Linked DNA regions of Mus musculus: regions 1 and 3 are each linked to region 2. The links are chromatin contacts, called in public HiChIP or PLAC-seq maps. All regions are on one chromosome and are shown on one strand. Each heading gives the region's core, a stretch centred on a gene start, on an enhancer-like site or on the middle of the called end of the contact. The rest is flanking DNA. Distances are from core to core; before and after follow the strand shown. Region 1 has its middle 16 kb from the start of Slc16a11. Region 2 holds the start of Plscr3 (phospholipid scramblase 3). Region 3 holds the start of Dnah2 (dynein, axonemal, heavy chain 2).

Region 1 (4,156 bases), core at 94-2,593, 350 kb before region 2:
ATTTCAAACTCTCAAAGGAGTTCCCCTTTCCTTGATCCGTGACGGGGAGCCATTTGCGAGGAGACTGCCCTTCATTCACCACACGTTTGGGAGGCAGTGTTATGCCCTCAGCTGCGGCCCCTGGAGACCCTGATTTCTAGGGAATGAGTTTCCACCTCACTGCATCCGGGATTTGGGAGATAAAAAGCTGGTGCCTGAGGCTTTAGAGCAGAAGTTTTAGGACTGGGGCCAGTGGGTGCTCGAAGCACTGAGCTAAGGCTCCACACTGAACTCCACAATATATAAGGCCTGCCTGGCTCTCTCCTCTCCTCTTCTCTCTCTCTTTCTCCTCCCTTCCTCCTTCCTTTTCTTCCTCTCGTCTTCTATCCCTTCTTCTTATTGAAAGGAAGCTTCCCTGTGTTGCCCAAGCTGACCTTGACTTCTGGGCTGAAAAGATCCTCTCACCTCAATGTCCTGGGAAGCTGGAACCTACACATATGTACTACCTATCCTGGCTTCTTGGTGGCTCTTAAGAGGCTCGTGGTCTTTGAGTTTATTTCCTTGTTGTCCTTGGGTAAACAAGCTTAACCTAACCCTTCCCGAGTGTTTATGCAAATGCTTGAGAGGTGAGCACCTTTACGGACTCGAAAATACGGGAAGCAAGATTCTAAAATAACGAATGCTTAGATAGGCGTCTACAAAACATGACATTAGCCAGTCAACCCCTTTGTTAGAGTCTGTATTCCTGAAACAACTCAAAGGTTGATTTTCTTTTCTCACAGCCAAAGACTCCATCCCATGTCCATTTCATTATGATCCATAATAATTGATAAGAAGTCAATCAACAGTGAACTCGTTGAGGTTCAGGAGTTGCAGTCAAACCATACAAACACCGATCTCAGCTAATTGAGAATAGTTTAGCGAATGCATACCTTAATTCCGAATGTTCAGGGCCTTGAAAAGGACTCAGAGGCCTAATTGCGGTACTAGTCTGCTCTCAGGGTAGGCATTTTATAGGAAAAACCAGGTACTAGGTTCCAAAATTTAAAGGGCAATGAGTGGGAGCAGTTGGCTTCCTAGGCAAAGTATCATCAGCTAACCTTTAAGCGGATGGGGTGGTGGATGGGTGGTGGACAGGGGAGTTTCAGAACATTGAGATAACAGAGCATGAGCATTATAGTCATAACGTTTTGGTTTATTAGTCGCATTCTTCAGTGTCAGCCACAAAAACCACACTGAGCTCAAACACAGGAAGGGCTGCCCAGTGGTCAGCTCTGACTCAGGCTATTTTAGACCTAACAACTCATCGTGACCTTTGACTTAATGGGTCCCATGTAAAACTCTGTGGTATTTCTTAAGATTAGCAACCCTCATTCAGAACATACAGAACAAAACAGGGTGTGTGGTCAGGGTGTCTGAGCCAAGCCACTGCTCTGTGTCAATGACTGGCAGGCATGTTACAGCAACAATATGAAATAGCTGGCAGGCACAGAACAAAATGGCTACAGCTATGTTGGGTGGGTGTCAGAGCATAATAGACTCAGTGAGTTTTTTGTAGATGAATACATTTTTAAAATACATGTCCTTTAAAAAAAAATAACAGTCACTGAGCCTGGAAGTTTAGGCCAATTAGCCTAATTCCTTTAGAGCCCAAGGCATGGAAATTGAATATTTAAGACTTGCCTGTTCTATAGAGATAAAGGCTAGCCTGGGCAAGTTAGTAAGACTTTGTCCGGAAGTAAAAGGTAAAAAGAGCCAGGCGTGATGGTGCAAGCCTTTAATCTCAGCACGCTGGAGATTGTAATTGAATAACAGTCTGGTCTGCATACAGAACTCCAGGCCAGCCAGGGCTAGAGAGAGAGAGAGAGAGAGAGAGAGAGAGAGCGCAAACACACAAAACCCCAAAACAAACAGAAGTAAAAAGTCCAGAGAGAAGGGCTGGAGATATAGCTCAGCGGTTAAGAGCATTGATGTACTTCCAGAGGTCCTGAGTTCCCATCCCAGCAACCACATGGTGGCTCACAACCATCTGTAATGGGATCTGATGCCCTCTTCTGGTGTGCCTGAAGACTGTGACAGTGTACTCATGTAAATAAATAAATATTAAGAAAAAAAAAGTCCAGAGAATAGCTTGGCAGCAGAATATATGTTTAATATGTGTGAGGCTCTGGGTACCATAGAAAACTCATTAACAGTAAACATGTTATATTCAGCATGGAACATGAGTGCTCTAATGCACACAGATTCAAGAGGTTCTGTTGGATGGTAGCTAGAATATGAATCCAGAAAGGAGGCCAGCTGCCTTCTAGTTCTGCCTTAGCCAATTAGGGACCATAGTATTTGATACTATGTAACAGTTCCCTAATTCATGGGAAAGATGATGATAAGTCCTACGATCTGAATGTTTATATCCCTCCAGAGTCCATGCGTGAGATCTAATCCCCATCACAATCGTATCAGGAGGTGGGGATCTCCTGAGGCTACTAAGTGAATGAAGTTAAGGTCTTTGTAAAAGGTCTGAGAGCTTGTGACCCCCTTCTGCTAGACAGAACCATCTGTGAAGCAGAGAGTTGGGTCTTAGGAGACACTGACGCACGCTGTGGGCTTTCCAGCCTCCAGATCGATGACCAATACATTTCTATCATTTATAAATTATTTGGTCTACAGCATTTTGTCAGGGCATCTCAAGTGGACTGGGGATTGAATGATTTAGCATTTATAGAGTGGTAGGAGAAATGCCTACAAAGAAGTAACACTGTTTAAGGATGTATTTAAATAGAGTAGGTAGATGGGTGGGCGGAGGAGAGCTCTGTGATCCGTGAGTCTTCAGTAAGCTTCTGCCCATTTAACCTGTGAACCTAGGAGGAAAGGGTGTGACCCCTTAGCCATAGCTATGGGAGGAATCAGGGCACTTGTCTCTCAGGCCCCAAGCAGAAGAAACTGCAGGCCCCAGAGGGAACAGTGCAGTCTGAGCATACCTCCTTCTTGGGCTACTCTATCTTCTGTTTCGTTTGGAGGTCTGGTTTTCTCTGGAAACAAGATCTCACATATCCCAGGTTGGCCTCTGAAAGGATCAAAATTGGCCCAGGACACATCAAAACCAAGTTCTCAGTACAAAGGAAATTTATTTGCCCCAGAGGGACAAAGAGCCGGGAATAAGAGACAGAGACGGAAGATAGATGAGAGAGAAAAGGGGCAAAGGAGAGGAGGACGGGATATTTGCCACCGAGGGACAAAGGATAGAGGGACTTCTGGATAGAGAGAAGACAGATGTTGCCCAGAAGCAAATAGTTTATAAAGGAAGATGAGGAACACCCCCCCACACACACACACCCACACAACTGCTGCCCTCACCCTCTCTACCCTCACTCTCCACCCCCTGTTAGGATGAGTTGGTTTGTTTTGATTAGGCATGTTAATTAGGTGAGCCAAAGTGGGGATTTTGACTACTTCAATACTTGGATAGCTGGACTTTTGTAGTCAGCCTCAGGAGGAGGAAGTGGCCAAAATAAGAGACTAGACCTTGGTGGCTAGCTGTAGGAATGTAATCTAACAGTTTATCAAGGCTTGCCAGAACCAGGCTTGGACCTACTAAGACCCTTCCTTCTCCAATTCACTATGTAGCTAAGCATGGCTTTGAACTTTGATCCCCCTGCTTCTGCCTCTGAATGCTGGAATTACAGTCATGAACCACCACACCCAGCTGTATGTAGTTTGGGATCTTCATAAGTGCGAGGCAACCGGTCTACAGGCTCAGTGCAGGGAGATACATTTCTAACTCTTCCCAGCTCTCAATACTCATTTGTATGTCGCCTATTGAGCTCCTCAGTGGTCTATGGTCCTAATTTATTGCTGCTCCACTCTGAACATATACCTCGTTATTAGCCAGCTTCCAATCTGTCCTAATTATTGCACGTCTATCTTCATCTCCGCTAAGATCAATCCATATCAAGAGGGGCTCTAGGCCCACACTATTAAGAAGGATGGTTTAGAAACCATGGCCTCCAAGGGCTGATTTGTTGGAGAACTGATCCTAGGTGAGAGGACCTAGTGGGCAGTCATTAGGTCAATTGTTGGCTAGCTCTCAAGGTGTCCTGTGGGACCCTCAACTCTTTGATTGCCTGTCTGACAATATAATCTCTCCCTGTTGTTCATGTCCTCGGTTCCATCACCATAA
Region 2 (4,156 bases), core at 1,473-3,972:
CGGGCTCAGCAAAGTCTACTGCTGCCAACTCTGCAGTCCTGAGAGTGTGCCTCACGCATGGACCATTCAGGATTGTGTGAAAGGGACACTGACTCCCTGAGAACCCCATAGCGTACACATTCCCATCGCGGAGATCACACAATTATCTCCTCTCCAACCGGTTCTCGGCCACAAAAACTGCCTCTGACTACTAAGGTGACTCACTTTTTAAAAGGCAACCTTAGGTGAAGCACCTCTACTGGATGAAACCTGTTGTTTCTCCCTTATCAGAATGGGGACTCATCCCTTAAAGAACTCAAGAGTCCGAGCAGTGCTAGGAGCCAGAGAGTCTCCCAACCCTCACTCTGGAGTCTTTACCAGCTGGGTTCCTCTGGTCCTGGGTTGGTGAGAGGAAGTCTCTGGGAGAAGGACATCACCTGGACTTCTGGTTAGATGGGTCATTTGGACTTCTAGGTTTCCAGGCCAAGCCAAGGGTTAAATTATGAAAGGGTCTATGCTTACAGATAAGCACAGGGGCTACCTGGGTCGAGCCCATGGCAAATGTATGCAGTGGAAGACTGGGAGATAACAGTCCTCCACTTTAGATGCAGGCTGGCCTCAGATGCTCCCTAAGGCCCTGCAGGGCTGTAGGGAACATGCAGTCTTGGACTGAAGAAGACATTTTTGGTTTCAGACAGGTCTTGACCTTAAGTCATCCGTTAGCACGGAGGCTACTGCCTTTTCTTCTTGTTTTTCTAATTACATTGACTGATTGAATGATTGCTTGGTTGATTGATTGCGTGCACCATGGCATGTGTGTGGGGAGGACAGTTTGCAGGAACTGTCTTCTACAATATGGGACTCATGGCTAGGGCCCAGGTTGTCAAACTTGGTGGCAAGTACCTTCACCCTCTGAGCCAGCTCATCGCCCCCAATCTTGGTTTGTGAAGAGCCTAGAAATCACCGCCCCCTAATTCATAATACCTCAAAGTTGGTGTCTGTACCACAGCCACAAGTCCAGCAAGGCCCTACAACTCGTAGAACAGGTTGGCGATCAGCATCCAGGATGGAAAACTTAGGAAGGAAGGGATGCCAGGTCTGTAGCACATGGCCAATGGTGGTGCCAGGTGGAGCCTGGACTTCCATCTGGAAAGGGAAGCAGACAGGATTACTGTCAAGCCAGGACACCTTGGCCAGCGCTCTTCACTGGTGCCAGCTGTCTTCTGACTGTTCAGACCCTCAACTAAACCGCCCCCACTCCTATTAAAGCCACAACTCTTTCTGCGCTGCTTACCATACACTGCCCACCAACCACCCCAAAACCTGCCATGCCCACCTCCTGAAGACCACAGGGGCAGCAGCTGCAGCCACAATGAAGTGGGCGGAGGAGCCGGAGCACCTCGCGGTCCCCAGGGTCCGCTAGGCGGATTCGAAATGGTCGGCGGGCACCACAGCACAGGCGGGCACAACAGTTGCTCTCTTCAGCTGCCTGACCCAGTTGCTGTCCGGTTCCGGAGCGAAGTTCATACATATTACAGGTCTCCCAGCCTAGGAACGCTGGGAAGGGCAACACGCTGAGGCTCGGGGGCCACCTGCCCAGAAGCTAACCACTGCCATAAAGATCATGAAGCCCATCTTGCTCCATCCATCTCCTACTCACTTTCCACTCGTTCAGCCTTCTGATGAATCAAGATTTGATCAATCTGTAAAGAGTTAAGAGCAGCGTTGACCTTATCCGTCACCTCGAACTTCAGTTCTCCTCCCAGCCATCCTCTCTCTCACTCACCTGCACTAGGAATTCGAGGCCAGGAGGCACCCCTGGCAATGGCACGAAAGGAGCAGGAGGCCCTGGAGCCACTGGGCCTGGCGAGGGGAAGAGAGCGAAGCCGGGAGCAGGGGCAGGCACCTGGGTGGGCACTGGAGCTTGTCCCGGTCCAGGATGCAGAGCCACCGGCTCTGGATACCCAGATGGCACGGGGTAGGGAGGTGGGGGTGAAGGGGCATAGCCTTTGGGGGGCAAGTAGCCTGTAGGGGAGCAGGAGTAGATTAGAAAGTTATCTGTGGACTCTTCTTTCACAGCCCAAGGACCAGGAGCACCCGCGGAAAACGTAAGAAGAGGCAGAGAATGATGGGGCGGAGGGGCAGGGCGGTGGCTCCCCAGGAGGAAGGGAGGGCCCCACGCAGCCAGTCTGAGCACATTCCTGGAGAATGTGTTCGACACCCGGCACCCAATTTCGTGGGGGCAGGGGGGAATAATGGAGACCCCAACCTAGCGTCAACGTACCTGCCATGGGAATCAGGAGGGGAGTCTTGGGCTTTTGGCGTAGGGGAGACTTAGTTCTGGAGTGGGACAAGCTCGGGAACAGCTAGACAGACACAGAAACAAAGACGGACAGGCAGAGGCGAAGAGGTAGCTGCGCCCAGTACGGGCCCAGGGTCTCTAGGGCGGCACCTAAGACTCGGGGAGAAACCGAAAGTGTCAGCGGGCGGGGCGGGGTACCTAGGACCCTGAATTTTCTTAGGGGCCCCAGGACCGCCCCCTCCCTTTGTTCTCCCATTTTTTCTACGGAGATGGCTGTTGGCAGACGGCAGGGCAGATGGTCCTGAGGTCAGACAGATGACCTGACCCCGAGGAAAGTCTCCTTAACCCCTCTATGGTCCGGCTCACCTGAAGCCCCCAGAATAAGTCGGGGGGCCACGCACTCCGGGGCTCACAGGCGCTGGTGGAGGCGGGCCCAGATCTGACCCCACCCCCGGGTCGCCTAAGTCCCGCCCCCCAGTCCGGGCGGGGCGACTGCGCAGAAAGCAGGCGCTTCTCCTCCCCCGGGGCCGCGGACCTTGGACCTTGTGCGCTTTGTTCACCGTGGTTCCGCCCCTTCCGCTCCGACTGCAGAGGCTTGGAGACCTGGCCTGTTGGAGGGTGATTGCGGCCCTATCCCCAGCAGCAAGACCCTCGCCTTTTCCGCGGGTTGCTGCTCTGCCTCCCCACCGCGTGGCTGCTCCGGTCCCCGGGATCCTCCTCCCAAGGGCGGGGCGGGCCTCGCTGACGCAGCGGAACACCATTCACACTCATTCCTTGCCTCCCAGACTTGGCTCGGTGTTCTTCTCAGGGCGACCTCGCTGTGTTCTCCCCCTGTCACAGCGTTGACCCACTCAGTCACCTCTCAGTTCAGGCACGCCCATTACACGCGTGACAGACTTTCAAAAGGTAACAGTAATGAATGTGCATGAGGTAAGGCTCAGGGAAAGACACTTGAACAGAACAGGCCCTCCATTCCCCAGTATGGAGGCAAAACATGCAATCCCAGCGTTTGGGAAAGGAGAGGCAAGAGGAGAGTCACAAGTATGAGGCCAGTCTGTTTTACATAGTTCCAGACCAAGTCAGGGCTACAATAGGGAGACTCTCTCAAAAGACTCCTTTCCTCAAAAGAAGATAGCATAGTATCTGGGCAGGTGTGGAGGATCGCGAGTTCCAGGTCAGCTTGGGAGTGACCTGGGTCACTAGGGGAGATATTAAAGAAACAAAGCCGAAACTAGCCCATCACTTGTGCCTGGGTCTTAACTTCCTATCAATTGTATATTAGTGCTTGGGGTGCAGACTAGGGATTCTTAGAATTCTAGTTTTTATTGTACAGCCTAAACTGAGAACTACTGTGTCAGAACAACCCAGGAGGCTGTGGGCAGGCCAAGGTAAGGGAGAGGTTCTTACAGAAATCTGGTCCTACTGTGGTGGATTGCACCAGAGACCAGGGCAGTGAGGCAGTGTTGATGTGTATATGAGGGAACATGACTTCATTATGCCTCAGAGATAGGATGTAAGGAGAAAATTGCAAGTTGAGTCATGCTAGGCCTCTGAGACCCTTCTGCACAGCACAGACCCCTCCTCCCCCTTGCCTTGCTGTGCTATGTCATTTACTGCCTGCCCGTGCAATCCCTGGCTTCATATATCTTGGTCTCTCTGTTGACCTTTCACCTCTAAGATCCCGTTCCTTTGGGGGTACTTCTTACTAGTGCTGAAAACCCAGCAAATGAGCGGAAGGAAGCTTTAACTGTCCCCAAATGCCAAATAAGCCCACTTCAGTGTAAGGTTGAGCACAGAGCAATGGGTGGTCTTACCAACAAGGGCCATGTTTCCACTGCTGAGGTCTGCATTCTTTTTTTTTCTTTCTTTCTTTTT
Region 3 (4,004 bases), core at 230-2,729, 300 kb after region 2:
AGTTTTTAAGCCCGAGGAGGGTAAAGATGATGTTTCAAGCTTTTGGAAGCCTAAGACATAAAATCCTGAGCAGGAAGCTGAGTGTGGGGTAGCAAGAATTTGTTATCCCAGCACTTGTGAGGTGTTGAGGGCAGAGGCTTGTGAGTTTGAGGCCAGTGTAACCTATGAAGCGAAACCCTATTTCAAATACACAACACAATGAAACACATCCAGCGAGGGCGAGCAGAGCAGAACTAAGGGAAACAAGTAGGCTAGGGACCCAGATGCCTAAGCTGCCCTTCCCAACTGTGGAAGGAAGGTCGGTGGAGCTTGGCCATCCTGGGGGCGGAGCTGCAGAAGCACAGGCTTGGCTAGCCTTTGCAGTTTAAGAGATACAACTTTCACCTGTTCAGAGTATGGTCTGTGTTGGGGAGTGTTAGCGATAGGAGAAGGGGTAAGGAGTTGCAGTAGAAATTTCTTTCTTTCTTTCTTTCTTTTTTTTTAAATGTGTGTTTATGTGCGTGTGGTAGGGAGCGTTTGTGCAGGCCGTGGCATGCGCATAGAGGGCAGGGGCCAAGTTGCCAGGGTCTGTTCTACCGCGTGGCTCCACAGGATGGAACATTGCTTCTCAGGCTTTGCAGCAGGTGCCTTAACTCGCTGAGCCAACACACAAGACTGCAATAAAAATATCTGGTGGATAATGTTTGATGTTGCAAACTGAGATTTAAGTTAGAATGAAATGTGGGGCTTCTTCCTAACGGGAAAGTGGGCACCCACAGACTCGGGTCTCCCCCTTCCCAGGAAGATGTTCAAGGTCTGCAGGCAGGCGGGGGAAAGAGATGTGGGGTGGTTCGGAGGCAGGGTACTGGCTTGCCTGGACTTGGGGTGATAAGTAGGGCAAGAAAGAAAGACACAGAATGAATGGCCACTACTGAGTACAAGAGTCACGTATGTGGCAGGGCAGGTGTCCGGAGGGAGTTCAAAACAACCAGGTTCGAGGCAGCTGTGATTCTCATGAGGGAATTGAAGCAGTCCGTTTCCTGGTTCTCTATCAGGAACTTAGGCATCAGCTCCCCCAGTGGCACTGACTGGTGGGGTGGGGGTGCCCACGAGCAGCCTCAGGGGGCAGCAGCTGGTGAGTGGGGAGGAATCTGTGTGCTCAGCAAACAGCAGCCTTCGTGCGCACGGGCTTCCTCCTCCCTCATCAATCAGCCACAGCCAAATGTCCCTGCATTCCCACCACCCCAAGGGGACTGGGGCTGGGCCAGGGTCCCCAGGGGAGTGAGAAGGGGATGGATGTGGGGAGCCGGGGTGGGGCTTCGGTTTCCACCCATTGGCCCGAGTTCTCTTTGGAAGCCCTCAGTTCTTCTTGTCATGGAATGACTCTTTCCTGGCTCATGCCACTGGAGGGGGGTGGCCTCAGCTACAAATCACCTGTGGGGGGGCTGCTGGTGGGGAAAGGGGGCAGAGAGATGAGTCAGGGTTGTTGAAGAATCCACTCTGGTTCTCACGGAACTGGTCCAGGGCAGGGTCAGCAGGGCGGTTGCTGGCACAGAGGCCCCGTCTCCCACACTGATCCCTCTCTCCTAATGGATACTCAGGTCAGCCAGTGGCGGGTAAGACCCTGACCCCTTGAACATCTGTCCTTCCAGCTTCTCCTAGCACCCACCTTATTCCCTGCTTCTCACGAAGATCTAGAGGTATGGCACCCACCTCATCCAAAGTTTGCTATTACCCACGGGGGTTGGAGGGTGGGGGTAGGGGGCTGTGACTTCTAGGTCTTAGCTTCTGGCTCCCTCTCCCTCTCAGCCCTTACACCCCTCAGGGACCCAGGCGTCCTGCCCACTCCCTTTACCATAGCAACCATTCTTCTTGGAGTTGCTTAAGACTTTAATATCATTTCATTAAGTCAGTAAGTTCAGAGAAGGTTGGGAGCACAAAGGGACTAGGACTGGGCCCAAAAGGACCAAGGTAGGGGGGAAGAAGGACCGAGGCCCCTCTTCTCCGTGGAGATGGCTCTGAGAAATCAAATATTGACAGTGGGAGAACAGACCTTATTAAATCTGGGACAGGGGTGTGTGTGGGTGACTGTGGGAATGGCCGGGTGCCTGGGTTCTGAGGGTGATAAGGCTCTGGGAGGAGAGAAACGCCTATAGTTGAGGTGGCCCAGGCTAAGGGACCGATCTCAGGGTACAACTGCTCAGTCCCTTTCCTTTGGGATGTGCTTAGACTTGCTACTCTGGTTGTTTCTCAGCTGTCCCCTACAGCCCCTAGGGACAAGCATCCCATCACAGCTGTGGCTGCGCCCCCCCCCTCCCTTTACCTCCACCTCTGCTGATGAGCTTCAGCGGCGTTTAATCGGATTGAGCAGTAATTAGCAAAGCAAGATGTTTGATTACCTATTTAGCATAATGTGGGGGGCTGGGATCCCTAGGCACAGCCACCGTTGAGAGGGGAGTCAGAAGAGAAAAAGGGTCTATGCAAAGTTCCTTTCCCTGAGGGATTTATGAACCTGCCCTTGAGGATCCCCATCCCAAGCCTCCCCACAAATTTTCAGTCCTTTGGGACTTTTCCCTCGGGATTCTGACCAGTCACATCACCCCTCTTTACCATCTGGCTGGAAGATTACCTATGAGTTCCATCCCAGCCCCGTGTACTGTGCAGCTGTTGGTTTTAGGGTGTGGCGCAGCCTCTTTCCTTCAGTCCCTGCTCTCTCAGCAACAGGAGTCTGGGCTGGGCCAAAGACCACACAAATCAGAGCTCAGAAACTCATCTTCAGGATAATGGCGGCAGCTAGATGTGGCAGCACACCCCCATAATTCCAGCACCCAAGAGGCAGAGGCAAGACTCAAAGTTTGAGAGTTTGAGGCCAGCTTGAGCTACATGGCGAACGGGGAAGGTGTTGGTATTGGTGTTGGTGTAAGTAAGAGAGGAATGGTCGATTATGGAAGTGGTGGCTTGGGTCAGGGTGTAGATAAATGCATTGGCTTCCAGGAGTACCAGGGACTGCCACTTCCGGCAGGACCAGACTGGCTAAATGAGACCTGTCAGGTGTGAAAATGGTAGAACTGAGGTGCCAGCGTCTCTTCATATCCAGCAAAGAAAATGTCATCAATTTAGCTCCTCATGGAAATGTAATCAGTGGGCTCGCTGCTGGCTTTGTCTTAATTAGGCACTATTGATGGAAGCAGGGAGGGCGCCTCCCTATTCCCATGATTCTGCTTCCTCGTGGCATTTCCCACGTCTCCCCAAAGCGTCTTGCGACCTCGGGTACAGCTGTCTTTTCCACCTTCCAGCCACCAGGACACGCAGCGCCCCCTAGCACCCACTCAGTTCTGCCCCTCCAATGATCTCCAAGCTGCTCTGGGACGCAGCCTTTGTTCTTATGGAGAGCAAAGCTCCTCCCAGGCCGGGTCACCTTCCCCAGGGGAGTCCCCGCCTCTCGTTTGCCCCCCAAACCAGCAACGCTTTTCAAAGCCAATCCTCAGATTAAAAAAAAAAAAAAAATTCCAGTTCCAGCCTTCACCCGTTCCCCCCCGCCCCCGCCCCGTGCCTCCCAGCAATCCTAGACCCCAATCCGGGCTAAGAAGCGGGAGCAGCGGGAGGGCAGGGGTGCTCCAGCCCCGGTTTTTCCCCTGGACCCAGCTGCAGCCCTGGCTGTTTGGAAATCCTGGAGAGTTTTCTAGAAGGTGAACGAGTCTCGCAGGCGGGACCCCGAGCGCCACCTGCTGGACCCGTGCAGGCCGGAGCCCACACACCTGGGGGCCGGGGTCGGGCGTTTGGGTCCCCCTGTCTTTTCCACATCCTGCGAGACCGTGTCTCATTGTTTTCAGTCCCAGCTCTTCCAGCATAGTCCTCAAATCCAGGCGGGAGCCGTCCCCCGCACCTTCGGCTCCCAGATTTAGTAGCTCTCGAAACCCTAGCCGCGCCCCCCCTTGCCCTTTAGTCTCAGATCCACGCGGGAAAGACTCTCGTGGGGTGGGGCCGCGGAGCAGTGCGCCTGCGCAGTGTCCGCAGACCCGCCA

The links. HiChIP or PLAC-seq counts read pairs in DNA pulled down with a chosen protein or histone mark.
Region 1: a FOXA1 HiChIP or PLAC-seq map of pancreatic cancer cells shows a contact between it and region 2. The contact joins the enhancer-like site here to the promoter of Plscr3 in region 2. A contact is called at or near these places in 14 of 39 promoter capture datasets (the 3T3-L1 cell line, 3T3-L1-derived adipocytes, the HPC-7 cell line and 8 more) and 1 of 115 datasets of contacts at active chromatin or transcription factors (pancreatic cancer cells).
Region 3: a FOXA1 HiChIP or PLAC-seq map of pancreatic cancer cells shows a contact between it and region 2. The contact joins the promoter of Dnah2 here to the promoter of Plscr3 in region 2. A contact is called at or near these places in 3 of 39 promoter capture datasets (cranial neural crest, embryonic stem cells and liver), 1 of 484 Hi-C or Micro-C datasets (embryonic stem cells), 2 of 115 datasets of contacts at active chromatin or transcription factors (embryonic stem cells and pancreatic cancer cells) and 2 of 9 other capture datasets (liver and pancreatic islet).

The regions. Positions count from the first base shown.
Region 1 is chr11:70,195,683-70,199,838 of GRCm38.p6, reverse strand. No RefSeq gene overlaps it. Among named protein-coding and RNA genes, the nearest start is that of Slc16a11, 16 kb to the left of the region's middle. Within about 2 kb of position 1,343, at least 54 of the 459 cell types and tissues checked have an H3K27ac peak or open chromatin away from gene starts, as enhancers often do. A contact at or near this core is called in the HPC-7 cell line, the SN4741 cell line and pancreatic cancer cells, where this site is marked.
Region 2 is chr11:69,845,183-69,849,338 of GRCm38.p6, reverse strand. Plscr3 (phospholipid scramblase 3) reads right to left here and starts at 2,722. Exons shown (of 8, transcript NM_023564.4): 1 at 2,648-2,722; 2 at 2,264-2,431; 3 at 1,766-2,004; 4 at 1,640-1,682; 5 at 1,316-1,536; 6 at 964-1,125. The coding sequence starts at 2,270.
Region 3 is chr11:69,546,583-69,550,586 of GRCm38.p6, reverse strand. It overlaps Dnah2 (dynein, axonemal, heavy chain 2), which reads left to right and starts at 1,479. Exons shown (of 86, transcript NM_001081330.1): 1 at 1,479-1,595.